Regions from separate parts of the Sus scrofa genome. Here region 2 is linked to region 1. Evidence: chromatin contacts called from public HiChIP or PLAC-seq data. All regions are on one chromosome and are shown on one strand. The core of a region is the stretch at or near the end of the contact, and the rest is flanking DNA. Distances in the headings are between cores, read along the strand shown.

What was found. HiChIP or PLAC-seq counts read pairs in DNA pulled down with a chosen protein or histone mark.
Region 2: an H3K27ac HiChIP or PLAC-seq map of alveolar macrophages shows a contact between it and region 1. The contact joins the promoter of MAFF here to the promoter of GTPBP1 in region 1. A contact is called at or near these places in 1 of 47 Hi-C or Micro-C datasets (liver) and 2 of 2 datasets of contacts at active chromatin or transcription factors (alveolar macrophages and skeletal muscle).

Annotation. Positions count from the first base shown.
Region 1 is chr5:9,320,752-9,323,451 of Sscrofa11.1, reverse strand. GTPBP1 (GTP-binding protein 1) reads left to right here and starts at 1,260. Exons shown (of 12, transcript XM_021091480.1): 1 at 1,260-2,700. It overlaps JOSD1 (josephin-1), which reads right to left and starts at 1,520. Exons shown (of 5, transcript XM_013988199.2): 1 at 1,109-1,520; 2 at 1-778. The coding sequence starts at 142.
Region 2 is chr5:9,694,877-9,697,695 of Sscrofa11.1, reverse strand. It overlaps MAFF (transcription factor MafF), which reads left to right and starts at 1,568. Exons shown (of 3, transcript XM_001924465.4): 1 at 1,568-1,888.

The DNA.
Region 1 (2,700 bases), core at 11-2,510:
TGTCCTGGAAGACGTTATTGAGGGCATGCAGAGCACAAAGCTCCCTGCGCTGTTTCTCATGGTAGATTTGTGGGGGTGCTGCCTGGGGCAGCTCCAATGATTCAGATTTGGCCTTGTCTCCTTTCCATGGCACGCAACTCATGTTTTTTGTTTTAAGTTCCAGAGAGGGCTAAAAACACCCTACCCTTCCCTCCTGAGGAGGAATATAAGCTTCTCAGTCTTTTCAGAATTCCTGAGGTCCACCTTAGTTTCTGGTGTCCATGATTTATGCCTTGTCACGGAGAGAAAAGGTTGGAATCAAAAGGAAAAATAATTTCCCTCTCTCTCTTCTCAATAGAAAGGTAAGGTTTAGTGTATTTCGCCACCGCTGTCAAAGTGCAGAAGTTTTAGAAATTCATATAAAACCTAAGTCCTTGTTTCCCCTCTTCTACCTTCCTCTTCCACCCCCTCCAAAAACCCTACAATTTTCTTGCTGTATTTTCCTTTCTGCAAATGCCAACCAGGCCTCAAGGCAGGAGGACCGAACGGAATCGGTCACATCGCTCCTTTTCTTCCATTTCTTTCGAACCACAACGCCACTGACTCAGGAGACAAGGCCTAGGTGGTGGATAAAACGCAGATTTCGAGCAGCTAGCGAGGGCCGGCCAGAGTGGGATCGCGGGCCGTGCTGGGGTCTCGGGGGAGGTTCTCCATCCCCTCGGGCGCGGTGGGGCCCCAAGGGGCCGAGGCGGGCGCAGCTCCCCCGGCAAGTGCGGATTCTCGCCCTCTCGGCGCAGCCCTACGAGGAGACAACTCCTGTCAGCTCCGGCAGTCCGGCCGGCCGCCGCGGGGGACCGGGTGGCGCGGGTAAGCGGCGCGGCGAGTCTGGTCCCAGCCCTAGGGAAGGTCCTGCGCAGCGACTGGCAGGCCCGCGAGGGGTGGGGCCAGACAATACGCCTCGCCCTGGGGGCCCGGGCCCACCCAGCTCGCCGCCCCCACCCCAACCTCCCCGCCCATCACGTGAGTGCAAGCCGAGGCGCCTTCCCACCGGTCCCCTAGCCCCGGCCCTAGCCCGGTCCCCCGCGCCACCCGGACAGCTTGAGAACGCACTGCCGGTTGCCCCCCTCACCGCTGCAGGCCGCCACCTGGAGCTGCGGGCCACCACCTGGGCCGCGTGCGGGCGGGCGCGCGCACCTGAGCCCGACGTCAGCGGCCCCCGCCCGGCGCGTGCTCCGGAAACGCCCTCCTTCGCCGTCCCTGCTCCCGCCCCGCCGCAGCGTCACGTCTGACGTCAGCCTGACGTCAGCGGCGCGGGCTTTGGAGCTGTGGCCGCCAGGTGTTTGGTGGGAGCGGGCAGCGTTGGCCACCCTAGGGGTGCGAGATTGGGAGCCCAGCAGCGGTTGTGGCAGCGGCAGGGGCAGCGACGTCGGCTCGCTGCAGGTAGGGCTGATGCCCGGTTCCTTGGCTCTGTTCCTTCCGGGACTGGGCAGGCCGTGCGGCCGGCGGGAGTCCCGCCCCGATGTCTGTCCCGCCCCTCGCCTCCTTTTCCCTCCCCTTCTCTCCCTCGGGCGTCGGCTCCGTTCCGGGGCGGTGACCGGGCCAGCGGCTGCACGTCAAGGTTCTCCTCACCCCTCCCCTCTCCCTGACTAGGCTTCTTGGGCCCAGTGCTTTCGTGAACCTGGGCTAGCTGCTCCTGCACTGACCGTTTTATGCTTGTCTAGCACGTCGTTCCCCCAGGTGATTTCAAAGTACCTTGTTGACGCGGTCGGGCGCAAATTCTCTTGGTTTAGTGGGCCCGACCGCCTTCACTTTCCAGGAGCTCTCTGGGTAAGTGCCTCTTCGGGAGTCACGTTTCTAGTGGACTAGAGAGTCGTTTCAGCTCCTTGGTGTCATATTTCGGCGTCTTACTCACTGACCACTGTCCTCTCACCTTCTGCTCTGGTCTCACCGTGGCGGCCATAGAGCTTTCCTCTTTTCTCAGGGCCTAAGTGCATTGTGTGTGTCAGGAAGATGAACTCAGTCCTGCATGGATTTTTTTTTTTTTTTTTTTTAACCCAAAGACATGTGGAAGGCATCGGCGAATATTCATCATCCACTGTAGTTGCTCTCCTTTTGGATTTTTGTTCAGGAAGTTGGAAAAACAATAAAAGAAAAGGTCACACTTAACAATTCAGTCATTTCTTTAACCCTACTTCAACACGACTCAACACTGTTAAAAGACAATTGAAAATCTAGTTGGCTAGATTTCAAAATTCAACTGAAAATCTAGTTGGCTTTATTAAACAATTTATAAATCAGGCAGCATCCTATCTAGTAAATAGAAAGGCAATCCGAGAAGCAGTACGAAATAGGAGATTTTTAATAGACAGAAGAAAGTGGATTGTATCGCGGTAGGTCATATTCCCTTTTAGAAAGGCAAGGGGTCTTATCAGGCCGATTACCCCAATAGTGTTGTTCAGGAAATTAGAGACTGATTGTTTAAGTTTCTACTCCTGGTAGAGGCTGAAAATGCAATTAGGTTTAAGTGTTAAATCTTGGTGGGGCTTAATTTTGGGCCTCTTTTTAACACCATTACTCAGCACGAAATTATCACTTAACACCCTTGGCTTGAGTGCCTACCACGAGGTTGGGAGTCCTGAGCCCTGGTCCAAACAACTTTCGAATTACCTTAAATTTTTACAATGTGTAAGCCACCTAAGGTTTACAGTTATATTTGCTTGA
Region 2 (2,819 bases), core at 319-2,818, 370 kb before region 1:
TCCTTCACATTTTGGGGCACAGCCCCAAATGTCTGGACCAGGAATTAGTCAGTCTTGGATTCAAATTCCAGTCTTGTACTTCCAGGCTGGGTGCCTTTGGAAAGTCACTTTACCTCTCTGGACTGTCACTCATTTATTTCTTCAACGTGCATTTATTGAGGGCTTACTGTGCTAGGCACAGGACATGCAGTGGTCAGCAAGATAGACAAGGGTCTACTTACATGAAACTTGCATTCTGATTGAAGACAGACCTGAACAATAAGCAAATAAGCAAGATAATACCCCATGGAGATATTAAGTTAATATAAAAACGAATTTCAGGGGTTCTCGTCGTGGCTCAGTGGTTAATGAATCCGACTAGGAACCATGAGGACAAGGGTTCGATCCCTGGCCTCTCTCAGTGGGTTAAGGATCTGGCATTGCCATGAGCTGTGGTGTAGGTTGCAGACACGGCTCCAATCCCATGTTGCTGTGGCTGTGGTGTCAGCTGGCAGCTATAGCTCCCATTGGACCCCTAGCCTGGGAACCTCCATATGCCACGGGTATGGCCCTAACAAAAAAAAAAAAAAAAATTTCAGAGGTGGGGGCTTTCAGGAAAGGTCTCTCTGAGGCAGTGACATCTGAGCTGACCTGAAAGATGAGAAAGAGCCAGGCAGTGAACAGAAGAGGAAAGAGCAAGTGCAAAGGACCTGTGGCAGGAATGAGCTTGGTGTGTTTGAGGAACAGTAAGAAGGGCCGTGTGTCTGAAGAGTAGTGGTGCCAGGAAGGTGACAGGAGGTGAGGCTGCAGAGCTGGGGAGAGGCCAGATGGCTGGAGGCCAAGGGAAGGAGTCGAGTTTATATCCTAAACGCAAAGGGGAACTTTTGAGGGTGTTCAGCCAGAGGGTGGGAGTGTGTGAAACAGTCTCATTTTTTCATTTTGAGAAGAACATGGTCTGAGATGTGAAGAAGCCCTGTAGGGACAAAGCGAGGAAGCTCTCAGGGGGCTGTGGCTATTGTCCAGGTAAGTTGATGGTCCCTGGGTCAGGTAGTAGGACCAGAGGTGGGGTCAGATGCAGGTAGTGTTGGAGGTAGAGCCAGCCTGACTGGGGGGAAGTGAGGAAGGAGAAAGGGGTGGAGCAAGACTCCTGGGTCTGGGCTAGAACAGCTGAGATGGTGGAAACTGGGGGTGTAGGATGCTGAGGTAAGGTTGATGCTCAGGAGTGGGATTCTGGGTATATGCAGTCCCCATCTGGTACCCACATGTCGGAGCTGAGTGGGCAGTTGGATTCAGTCTGGAATTTAGAGAAGCTGTTTGCTCTGGAAATACAAATTTGGGGCTCCAGAGCTTATAGATGGCATTTAAAACCACGAGACCAGATGAGATCATTAAGGCAGAGTGTGTAGGTCGAAAGGAGAAGAGGCCCAGGACTGTGGACTGTAAAATGAGACAAATGACACCTTCACCCGCGCAGCTCTGGTGAGGTGTCACGTGAACGCCCCCAGCCAGCGCTCTAACTGGGATTGAGACTCCAGGGGGCGGGGCCTGGGTGTGGGCGTGGTCTTTGCCGGGGAGGAGCTGGTGGGGGCGGGGCTGAGGAGCCGGGAGGCCGCTCCAGGGGCTGGGGGGCGGCCGGCGCGGTGACGTCAGCGCATGACTGGGTTTTTATGAATGAAAGGAATCCTGTGAGTGAGTAATTCCGGGAAGCTCGCCTTACAACTCTGCGCGGCCCCCAGCGCTGCCCGCCCCACAACAAAACTCCGCGCGGCTCTCGCTGGAGCTGGGCTCAAAGCGACCTGCGATTGGGACCAAAGGGGAGACGGAGCAGGGTTCGGGCCAGGACAGCAGCTGGGACAGCAGCGGGACCCACGCGTGCCCGGGACGCCAGGCGAAGCAGGCCGAGAGTCGGGTGAGAGTCGCGGGTTCCGAAGCCGGACGGGCGCGCGGGGCCCCGAGGCGGCGAGGTCTCCGCGACCCCGGAACGTGCCTGGGGCGGAGCGCCGGGGTCCATTCCGTCGGTGCTCCCGCAGACACCTCGCCGGGACGGCTGGCATGGGGAGAGAGGGGCAGGAGGCAGAGGTCCGGTGGGACCGTGACGCGGCCGAAGCAAGTTTGGCCGGTCCGGGGGGACGGGCCCCTTTTGGGGGCGCGGGCCCCCCGGCGGAGAAGCCGGGCAGGAAGGGGCAGCGCGGGCCAGCGAGCGTCAGCGTCCGCCCAGGCGGGGCGGGGGGCGGTGAGTGCAAGTACGTGACTCTGTGAGAACAGTCCCTGGACTGGTGCCCGCGGGCGGTGCGTGCGCGGTTTGTTTACGTCCGAAGGGCGGGCGTGCGTGTGTGTTTCCTGGCCAGCGTTCTGGGTATCCTGCCCGGTGCGTGTGCCGCGTACCTTGGAGGGAGTGGGGGGGGGGGAGAGAGAGATTGATGGTGTGTGTCCGGGCGCTCTCAGGCGGGTGAGGACCCTGGGGCCTGTGTACCAGCCGACTATACCTCGGAGAGAGTGTGCCCGCTGGAATAAACACGGAGTAAGAACTGAGCGAGGGAAGCGGCCCAGTCCATAGTTACAAGGGGTCCGGGAATTCTGTCCCCTTCCTACTGACCGGCGGCAGCCGGGCCCTTGCTCTCCCTGGAGTTTCCCAGGGCCACGACCATGTGACGGAGATATTTGTCCCCCGCCCAGAGCCGGCGCCTTCAGCCACAGGGTGGGGTGAAACATGAAAGATGCCACCAGGCTCAGCTGCGGGAGGGGGTGAGGGAGCCACTCCTGGGCCCAGCACCCTGGTGGGTCTGGCAACAATGTGGGCTGGCACCCAGGTCCTTGTCCCCAGGTTTTCCGGCTGCCTG